Regions from separate parts of the Sus scrofa genome. Here region 1 is linked to region 2. A link is a contact called in public promoter capture Hi-C data. All regions are on one chromosome and are shown on one strand. The core of a region is the stretch at or near the end of the contact, and the rest is flanking DNA. Distances in the headings are between cores, read along the strand shown. Region 1 overlaps F11R (F11 receptor). Region 2 holds the start of USF1 (upstream transcription factor 1).

Region 1 (5,204 bases), core at 2,606-5,105, 50 kb after region 2:
TCAGATTCGATTCCTCTGAGCCACGACGGGAACTCTGATTGTGTGGCTTCTCTTGCTGTAAACTTGAGTAAATTAAATATCACAATGGAAAGGATGAAATTTCCTTCTATTTCAGTTTATTGTGTTAATTAGTAGGACAGTTATATGCATGCACAGTATGCCAAGTTTAGGTCAAAGGTTAAGTGCAAAAGCGGGGGCCATGATGAAACAGGAGAAAATATAAAACATGAGGAGAATGGGTAGGGAAATTGGGTGTTGTGATGTAGATGGAATACGGTGAGGGAAAGCTCTCAGCTCTGCTGGTTTATATATGTGGATTCTAGAAAATAGGTAGCCTTTTCTAGAGGAGAGGTGGTTTGGTGAGCTGAAATGTAAGCATTTTCCAGGGAGTATTGATATTTATCTGTCTTACTGAAGAAAACTTTGAAGTCAGAAAAAGAAGTATGTGCAGAAGGACCTATGGGCAGACGATTGTAATAACAGGGCATGATACTTATTTGATGCTTCCTGTTGGTCAGACACCATTGTAAGTATTTTATTTGTATTATTTGTATTACCTTGTTTAACTCTCAACAACAGCCCTTTGATGTAGAAACTGTTATTATCCCCATTTTACAAATGGACAAACTGAGGCTCAAAGTGACTAAGTGGCTAACCTGGGTCACAGAAATTATAAATAACTGAGCTGGGATTTGAATGCCGAGTTCCAGAGGTTTGTTCAGGAATGAGAAGGGACCGTGGATCAGGGTGGTTAAGGTGCTCTGTGATGACTAGGAAGGAAGGACAGGGTGTCAAGGCTGGACTTGACTCATGATATGATCCGCAGTCACAGTAGCATTGTGACTGGTGGAGTGCAGCCACCACGAGCAGACATCAGCACTCCTGCATCAGAGGGAGGGGGAGAAGGCGTTGAGGGGAAGGGCCCTATATTTTAAACAAGAGAAGAGAAACCTCGATGAGGTAATAGCAGTCAGAATTAATGAGAAGGGGAAGGTGTTGCCTCACATGTTTGCGTCTATATGTGGTGGTGTCATTCCTGAACTTGTTTCAGATCTGATGACCTGAGAGGACTCAAAAGAGAACTTCAGCTAAAGTTAGACGTGATGCAGAAATAGTCACCCAATTCATAGGCTGTGGTTGATTGATTTATTTTCTTTTCAGTGGCCCTTTATTTCAAAGGCTAGTTTTTAGCTTAATTAGAAGCTGTTCTTTATTTGGGTGGTGTCATAGGTTGGGTTCTTGGGAAGCTGACTCTAAGATGTTAGTGACTGTACCAAGACATTAATTAGGAAGTGCTCTTGGGAGCCACACCTATGGAAAGGAAGCAGAGGGAGAAGCCGAGTTGCATTGTAGTCCTAACGAGGCCTCAGCCTGCTCCACAAGGAGCTTTGAAGCAGGAATAGCCCTTCAGTGTTATCCCAGGCTGGGGAGTTAGGGCGATAGAGCTGGGGCTTTATATGTCTCCGCTTCTCTCACTGATCAGGCATTAGAGGCTGGTGCCCTGCCCCTGCCCCTTCTTGGTAGGAGGGGTGCCCCTGGGCAAGGCTGTGTTCTGGGTATCCTCAAAGACTGCTGATAGCTGAGGGCTTTCTTCTGGAAGCAGTCCTAGCACCTGGGACATGGCTTTCATTCCTGAAGAGACATCTGGTTTGAGGGTCTTGGTTCACATCATAGGTGGCAAATTGTAAAATTCAAGAATCTTTAAAAATTTTTTTTATTTATTAAAGTATAATTGATTTACAATGTTGAATCAATTTCTGCTGTATAGCAAAGTGACCCAGTCATATATATACATACACACACACACACATTCTTTTTCTCATATTATCTTCCTTTATGTTCTATCCCAAGATAGACTGGATATATAGATCCCTGTGTTATACAGCAGGACCTCATTGCTTATCTATTCTAAATGTAATAATTTGCATCTAGTAATCCCAGACTCCCTGTCCAACCTGCTCCCTCCCCAAGAATCTTATTTGGTAGCCTTCCAGTCTATTTTGTTGATGGTTGTTCAGCACTTCGCTGTAATTTTGGTGGTTTTCATAAGAGGAGGTTAGCTTGAGTCCTTCTACTCTGCCATCTTGCCTCTTGCTCTAAAGTTCCATCATCAAAGCAAAGAAAGCTGACTTGGGCAAAAAAAAATCAAAGCATTTCATTACCAGTAATTTTTTTTTTTTTTGGTTGAACCCACAACACATGGAAGTTCCCGAGCCAGGGATTGAATCCGAGCCACAGCTGCAGCCTTTAACTCACTGTGCCAGGCTGGGGATTGGATCCACTGAGGTTGGATTCTTAACCCACGGCCCCCTGATGGGAACTCCAGGGCCTGACTTTTATTTATTTATTTTTTATTTTTTTAATTTTTTGTCTTTTTAGGCCGTACCTGCGGCATATGGAGGTTTGGAGCAGTAGCCAGTGGCCTACTCCACAGCCACAGGAACTTGGGATCCGAGCCACTTCTGTGACCTACACCACAGCTCATGGCAATGCTGGATCCTTAACCCACTGAGTGAGGCCAGGGGTTGAACCTGTGTCCTCATAGATACAAACCAGATTTGTTTTACACTGAGCTAAGACAGGAACTCCTAGGACCTGATTTCTTAAAAGAATGACATTTAGTTACACGGTTTGCTAAACTAGTGGCTTTTCTAAGAAGTAGCATGGTGTATACAAATATAAGGAAAAAGGGGAGTAGCCTGTATGCTAATCTCAGCTCTGCCATTTGCCAGCTGTGAAAACTTGGATCAGCCATTTAAATTTATTTATTTATTTATTTATTTATTTATTTTGTCTTTTTGACATTTCTTGGGCTGCTCCTTCGGCATATGGAGGTTCCCAGGCTAGGGGTCAAATCGGAGCTGTAGTCACTGGCCTACGCCAGAGCCACAGCAACTCGGGATCCGAGCCACGTCTGCAACCTACACCACAGCTCATGGCAACGCTGGATCGTTAACCCACTGAGCAAGGGCAGGGATCGCACCCGCAACCTCATGGTTCCTAATTGGATTCGTTAACCACTGAGCCACGATGGGAACTCCCATTTAACTTTTTAGACACTCAATTTTCTCATCTGTAAAACATACCCTGACAAATTCAGTGCTGTCGTATGAAATTGAAATAAATGTATGTAAAAGCACTCTCTAAATATTTAGGCCAAAAGAGGAAAACAAACCAACCAGAAAAGAAAAAGAAAGAACCTAAAGGATCACAGAGAACATCTAGTTCAAACCTTTTATGTTTCAGATGAGAAAACAGTCTCAGGGGTCAAGAGACCTATTCAGTTATGTGAGTAATTTAATAAAGGAAAAATGTACTTGCGTTGAACAGATGTGCTTGCACTTATCTAAGGAAGGCAGGACTTTGACGTAAAGCTGTAAATAAAGCATCTTTCGTGAGTGTGAGCTTTGAAAACATGAATGAGAGTAATTGTGTCAGTGCGGGTTGGTGATTATCTCACCATCCCAGAATCCTCACGGCTGCTTATTTTGGAGTGTGTGGGGCCTCCTGTGGACCCTGCTGCCTTCTTCCTATTGTGTTATTTAATTAGCCTGGCCTCTTCTCACCTCCTCTCTCCACCCCCACTACCCACTGCCTTCTCCTTCCCTTCTCCATTGGGCAGGAGGAGATTCTAATGAGCGGATCTGAGCCCACTTCTGGACCAGAACCAGCTGTGTGATCTTAGATACGTTTCTGTGCTTCGGTTCCTCATGTAAAATTGGGGTGGTAATACTTGTCCTGCTGATCTGTCCTGCTTCCTTCAAGGATCAAATGATACGGTGTATATGAAAACACAAAGCACAAAATGCCCCACAAATGTCGAGTGTTATTATTATCCTATTGTCGCTCCGCCCTTTCCTTCCCTCCCTTGCCTCCAGCTCTGCTGGCCTCCTGCCAGGATTGTCTGACAAGTGACTGCAATTATTTGTTGAGAAGCTTTCTCTGAACCATGAAATGTCATTTGGGAAGCTGCCTTTGGACTTGTAGGACTCTAATTAGGTTATTGGGGGTTCAGAGGGAAAAATGTTAAAGAATGAAAGAAATCACATTTGAAAGAAATAGGTTATTTCCATTGATAAAGGAAGTATTGGCAATTAGAGCAAAAAGCATTTAAAGAGAATATGCAGGAATCTCCTGTTGTGGCTCAGCGAGTATCCATGAGGATGTGGGTTTAATCCCTGGCCTCGCTCAGTGGGTTAAGGAGGCCAAGGATCCAGTGTTGCTGTGAGCTGTGGTGTAGCTCGCAGATTCAGCTAGGATCCCACATTGCTGTGGCTGTGGTGTAGGTTGGCAGCTGCAGCTCCAATTCAATCCCTAGCCTGTGAACCTTCCATATGCCACAGGTATGACCATAACAAGCAGAAAAGAGAGAGAGAGAGAGAGAGAATATTTAGAATATTGATGAGAAGTATTATAGAGAGAGAGGAGCTTGAATCTCTTGAATCCCTTGATCTTGGGGTCTCAGCCCTAGATGCCCCATCAGCTGGGACTGCTCTTCCCTCTGTCAACTCCTAATGGGCCCACTCGTCTTCTTCTCAGGCTCCCTGACGTTGGGCAGGGGTGCAGTGTACACTTCTGAACCAGAAGTCAGAGTTGCTGAGAACAAACGTGAGTTGGGAGAGGGTCTGTGGAGGGTGGTGGGGGGTTGGGGGAAGGGAGGTGAGCACCTGCAGAGAGACCCCTGGGGAACATCCAGCCCAGGCTGTGGACTGGGGCCATTTCCCCATCTTCTCCATTTCTGGCTGTTCCTTCTTCGCCTTCACCTTGGTCCTGTCTGCAGCTGCCAAGCTGTCCTGCTCCTACTCCGGGTTCTCCTCTCCCCGTGTGGAGTGGAAATTTACCCATGGCGACATCACCAGCCTCGTCTGCTATAACAACAAGATCACAGGTGAGTTGCTCACCTCTTTGCTGCCTGCCTGGGCAGTAGAGGGATTGATTGATTGTGCCTGGATTCCAGGGGAAGGTTATGCTCAAGTCCCATGGCCTCCCGATCGCCCTTCCTGGGGGAAGGAGAGGGCCCCTTGTGCCTTGGGGGCCGCCGGCACCTGTGTCTCTTAGCTCTTCAGCTCACTGCCCCCGGCCCTGCTTCCTCTCTCCTGGTAGCTTCCTATGAGAACCGAGTTACCTTCTCGGCTAGTGGCATCACCTTCCATTCTGTGACCAGGAAAGACACAGGGACGTATACTTGTATGGTCTCTGACGAA
Region 2 (5,151 bases), core at 376-2,875:
AGGCACTATCTCTGTTTACTTGAGCTTGTCTCAGACACAAAGCACTTATCCCTTAGGAGATTCCAGAAAGAGTCACCAAGATCCTGTTCCCAGAGAGTGGGGTCATTGGCCAAAGGGAACAAAGAGTAGGTAGAAAAACTTACAGGTTTCTCAAAGTGAAGAATGACGGGGGAACTCCAGCCAAGTTCCTGCCATCCTCTGAGGCAATGAACTTCTCTTCATGGAAGTCCAGGGTAAAGGCAGAGGTCAGGGCCATATCGGAGCTTATTATACACAAACACTTCTAGAGTTACCCATCCTTGTTCTACTTTGGGGCTGTTAAACGCCTCCTGCTCCTCAGCTTAGGAGGAACATGTCCAAGAAACTTTTTGAACCCTGTAGTATTTGTTGGAGGGACAGGCTCCCTTCCTAGCTCCCCTACTTTCTGCCTCCCTGCATCTCAAGACAGAGAGGTCTTGTACAGATCTCTCTGCCCTCTTCTTTTCCCTTCGGAATAACTTCCTATTTCAGGGAAGGGGAATGATGTCACTTACACCCTGGGACTACTTGTCTGGATAGGCTGGGGGCCACGAATCCCAAGGGGCAATGTCTCATAATAAAAGTTGTATTTTTACACGTAAATAGTGTGGAGTTTCATTACTCTTATTAAAGTCTTGAGTGACAGGTATCATATTTTCAAATATTTGACCATTCGTTGTCTTTTCTGCTTTTATTGTTTGGGTGCTCTTCCTCAGTTGTTGCCATAGAGACCTGCGGCTGGAAACTAGAGCTGGGTTCATGGTGGTCAGGAAATGCGGAAGAGAAACTTATATTTGCATAATGCTCATTATGTGCCAGTAAAGGCTAGGTATTCTATGTGCACATAGTCTATGCTCCTGATTTTTCTGAATCCACTTAATAATTCTAAAAGGTTGGTACAGGTAAATCCATTTCACAGATGAGGAAACTAAATTAAGTCAAAAGGTTTGCCAAAGGTTTCAGAGCCAAGAAGTGGCAGAGTTAGGTCTGAGACCCGAGTTTGTCTGGCTCCAGGCTCTGAACTCGTCTCATTACCGCCCCCGCAACTTGAGGGTAGGTCTTGACTGAAAAAGAATGGGAATCAAGATGCCTCTCCCAGAAACTGTGAGCCTCTCAAAAACTGGAAGCCCTGGAGGGTCTTTAGGTGCCTTCTAACCCTAATACAAATAAGTATATCCAGATCTATTTATACCAGCTATGTCCTAATGTCTAATAAGCAACCACAAACAGGTATACTGATCCAAGATGGCCTCCCAAAGAGCCCTTGTTAAAGATGGCGCCTCCATCCGATGTCCCTCGCTTGATCCAAGCTGGCCTCTCTCACGCCCTTCTCCTGGAGCTAAAAAGGCCCTGTCCAGCAGAAAAATAGTAGCACCAAGTTAGTCGTCTTTCTTCCGTCCTTGCTAGAGCGACTAGGACTTCAGTGTCATTCTCCAAGGATCCCCGGTCGTGGCTTCTTCCCCACCCCAGCAACACCTCCAACACGCTCGCATCCTTCAGCCCCCGGCAAGATGGAGCGAACGGAAGTGGGGCAGCACAGAGGCTGTGTAGGCTGGGCGGACGGGAGGAGACACTTCCGCCCCTCACCAACATGGCTGTGAGCCGGTAGTGCGCATGATCAGCTGTCCAAGGAGCTACCCGAGTCGAGAGAGGGAGAACTCGGTCCAGGGAAATAGGAGCCTGCGGCGGCCTTGGCTGGTGAGTGCAGGACCCGACGAGAGTCTGGAGACTGGGTGGGCAGGCGGGGGAGAGCAGCTTCGATTTTATTTCCGTTTTTTAGGTCCAGAAACTCCTGGGGCGGAAGCTTTTGTTTGGAGGGAGGGGGCCGTGCCTGATCTTTATCTCCTACCCCCTTTTGTGGGCCGAACTCACTCCCCGCCCCCGGGCGCGCTCTCCTTCGATGGCAGCCGCGGGCCGCGGGGCCAAGACCACGGGATCCGCTGAACCCCCGGCCTCAATTCCTGCCTCTGCGGAGCAGCGGGGTCTCGGGATGTGACGGGCCGGGCTGGACGGGTCACGGCGCGGGCTCCTGGGCTCGCGCCCGACCGGCGCTCAGCTCTTAAGCGCCTACTGCTTGATGGGCCTGCAGGGAGACGCCGCATTCTCAGGCAAGGTCTAGGCGCCAGCCTTCTTTGGGGACTTGATTATTTTCCCTTTGTGTCCAGACTTAGCCAGGGCTCTCCCCCCCCCCCCTTTGCCTGAGCGTGCACGCTACGACATCCTATCCCACTTTCCTGTCGCATACCCCTAACGCTCAGGAAATGCTTCTGGATGCCCTACTAAGATTTGAATAAGTATCTTGACCCCGTTGCTGGGCGTCCTCAGAGGCTGCCCCGGCTGACAGCTGTGGGCCATAGAGACGCCTCCTCTGCCCTGCCCTCTTGTTTCATTGCTTCCTTCTGCTGTCAGCGCAGCAAGCTTCAGAGGGGCACTTCCTCCGTACGTTCGAGGATGGAGAGGTAGGTGGTCCCGAAATACTGGTGCTACTTCCCCCTTAGGGACCGGATCTTAATTGCAGCGCTACTTGCTCCGGACAGTTTCATTTTCAGTTCCTTTTTTTTTCTTTTTTGTGAACACTTTGGATATGGGCTTTCCATGACTTAACCGCTGAAGATAAAGGTTTGGGAGACCCTTACAGGTAGAGAACTTAAAAAAATCTTACCCCTTTCCTGTCGGGATTACTTATTGCTTTGTACTATATTGCTATTTCTTTCTAGAGGCATCTGTCTTCTCAGCCCTTTGTTTTTCCTGCCGCCGCCACCCTCACTTACCCCCACTGGGTGTCAGGGTCTTTTTTTTTTTTTTTTTTTTTTTTCTTTTGGCCTAGCAGGGGGTGGGGGCGGGCATGTGGAAGTTCCCAGGACGGGAGTTGAACCCGCACCGCAGCAGCAGCCCAGGCCACTGCAGTGACAACTGCTGCTGGATCCTTACCGCTGTGCCGCAAGAGAACTTCAGTGTCAGGGTTGTAAGGCAGGCACCTCTTAGATGGATTCTTCCTCCATTATCTCTTCTTCCAAACCCTGAACCTGGAGTTTCCCTCTTCTTGCTGAGGCTTGGTTGATTTGGAGTTGTCATGGCAACATTTTAGCAACTGTGTTGTTCTACAGGAAGGCTTAGTGAATAAAATAGAAGGGGCTTGAAGAGGATACACTTGGGCTTTAGGGTCTTTAATGAATGAGGTAAATCTGGACTCCCAAAACAAGAGCCCTGTCAGTAGAATGATGCCCAAGGGCCAAATCTGGTCTTTTATGGTTCTGGAGGTTCTCCAGTGGGTTCAGGTTTCCCTTTCTTAGATTTGAGGACAGGAATTTCTTGATGTACAATATATGCTTGAGAAGTGGGAAGAAGCATCAACATCCAAGACCTTGTGTTTTTTGATAGCTGTGGTCTAAACATGGTCCTTCTAATCTCCATGTCATGGCAGATCATGATAGCTTTAATAATAATCCATCCAGAAATACGTTATTTCTTAGTCTTTCAGTATAATTATCTCTTCTCCATCAGGAGTTGGAGTGATAATTGGAGGGGCGAGAAACACTATTCATATAATTGCTCTTTCAGTCACTGTAGACAGTCTTCAGCATCAGAATGGAGAAAGCTGATTGTCCCCTGCAGATGATTGGTTTATGTTCCTGGATGTGTCTTCATGGAGCCTAGTTCTAGAAAGAGGAGACTTCCAGTTTCTTAGACTCACTAGACTTCCTGATTTCTACCAGGACTTAGCACTCAGGCCTGTGAGGCAGGAGATACGAAGACTTCCAAAGAAGGACCAGTTCCTCGGATGTGCCCCCTCACAGAGAGATGAAGGGGTGAGTGAAGAAGAGGTAGGGTCTGGTTTGGGAGGCCTGGGAGAATGCAAAATGGCTAAGAGCACTGATTCTGGAGTCAGGCAGACCTAGATTTAGGTCCCAGCTCCATCACCTAGCTATGTGATCTGGTTTCCTGTTTATAAAATGCAGGCAGTGCTACCTACCACACAGTGCTGTTCTTAGTACTAAGTAAGATATTGCCTGTTAAGTGCTTAGCTCAGCACTAAATAAATACTAGCTCTTGTTATTCTGACCTAACCGAGCATCTGCTGGGAGTGCCAGTGAGTTTGGGAGCCATATGTTATTGGGCCAGTGAGCTTTTCATTCACTTTTTCCCATATTTTTTTGTCCCCTCACAAACAGGCAGCAGAAAACAGCTGAAACGGAAGAGGGGACAGTGCAGATTCAGGAAGGTAAGTGGGAGAAACAGAACTGAGCTAAGACCAAGAGCCCACTGGGGCCTCTCCCCCACCCCATGGGCCCATCACTTGTGTAACCTTCTTCTAAATGACACGTAGGTGGAACAGAGAGGAAAAGGCAGTAACTCACAGACTTTTCCTTTTAATTCAGGTGCGGTGGCAACTGGGGAGGACCCAACCAGTGTGGCAATTGCCAGCATCCAGTCAGCTGCCACTTTCCCTGACCCCAACGTCAAGTACGTCTTCCGAACTGAAAATGGGGGCCAGGTAAGGGAGGGGGCCAGGTGGCTGCAGGTGTTATCTGGGATTGGGAATGGGGGAGGTAACTGAACCTGTCACATGGGGAGACCTGGATTGGAGGATGAGGTGAAGATGTGGACTGTCTGGAAGGTGGGGGGTGGAGTAGAGATTGGTGTGGGGTAGGGGTTATGCTGAAACCTCTATATGGGGAAAGGCAAGGGAATGGCTAACTGTATGTTTCTGAAGGATTCTTGTTTGGGGACCCTGTCCCTGGCACTTACTCTCTTGTTCTCCCTTCCCCTTCTTCCCTTTTCCTCCTTGCCTCTAGGTGATGTACAGGGTGATCCAGGTGTCTGAGGGGCAGCTGGATGGCCAGACTGAGGGGACTGGCGCCATCAGTGGCTACCCTGCCACTCAATCCATGACCCAGGTACAGGCGTATGGACTGGGGAGGGGACTGGAGCTCTGAGTATGGAGACGAAGAAGGGAACCAATAGGATGGGGGTGTGGCACGGGATGGTGAGGCAGCTATAGCTGCCTTGACCCAAAGCTCTAGGCTCTCCCTTTCTGGATGTTTCTACTTCCCTCCTCCCTAGGGATAGAAGTAGTAGAGTAATGCACTGAAAGTATCTGACTGTCACTTCTCTCTTTTCTTCTGCTCCCTT

What was found. Promoter capture Hi-C pulls out the DNA fragments that hold promoters and counts their contacts.
Region 1: a contact with region 2 is called in a promoter capture Hi-C map of fetal liver, with 2.4 times the contacts expected there. The contact joins the enhancer-like site here to the promoter of USF1 in region 2. A contact is called at or near these places in 1 of 5 promoter capture datasets (fetal liver), 12 of 47 Hi-C or Micro-C datasets (alveolar macrophages, embryonic fibroblasts, fetal liver and 5 more) and 2 of 2 datasets of contacts at active chromatin or transcription factors (alveolar macrophages and skeletal muscle).

Annotation. Positions count from the first base shown.
Region 1 is chr4:89,440,841-89,446,044 of Sscrofa11.1, forward strand. It overlaps F11R (F11 receptor), which reads left to right. Exons shown (of 10, transcript NM_001128444.1): 2 at 4,540-4,608; 3 at 4,781-4,888; 4 at 5,104-5,204. Among named protein-coding and RNA genes, the nearest start is that of F11R, 18 kb to the left of the region's middle. Within about 2 kb of position 3,856, at least 9 of the 83 cell types and tissues checked have an H3K27ac peak or open chromatin away from gene starts, as enhancers often do. A contact at or near this core is called in fetal liver, retroperitoneal adipose tissue and subcutaneous adipose tissue, where this site is marked.
Region 2 is chr4:89,393,570-89,398,720 of Sscrofa11.1, forward strand. USF1 (upstream transcription factor 1) reads left to right here and starts at 1,626. Exons shown (of 11, transcript NM_001190245.1): 1 at 1,626-1,716; 2 at 3,735-3,827; 3 at 4,191-4,240; 4 at 4,398-4,513; 5 at 4,815-4,916. The coding sequence starts at 3,820. ARHGAP30 (rho GTPase-activating protein 30) reads left to right here. Exons shown (of 11, transcript XM_021089545.1): 11 at 1-621.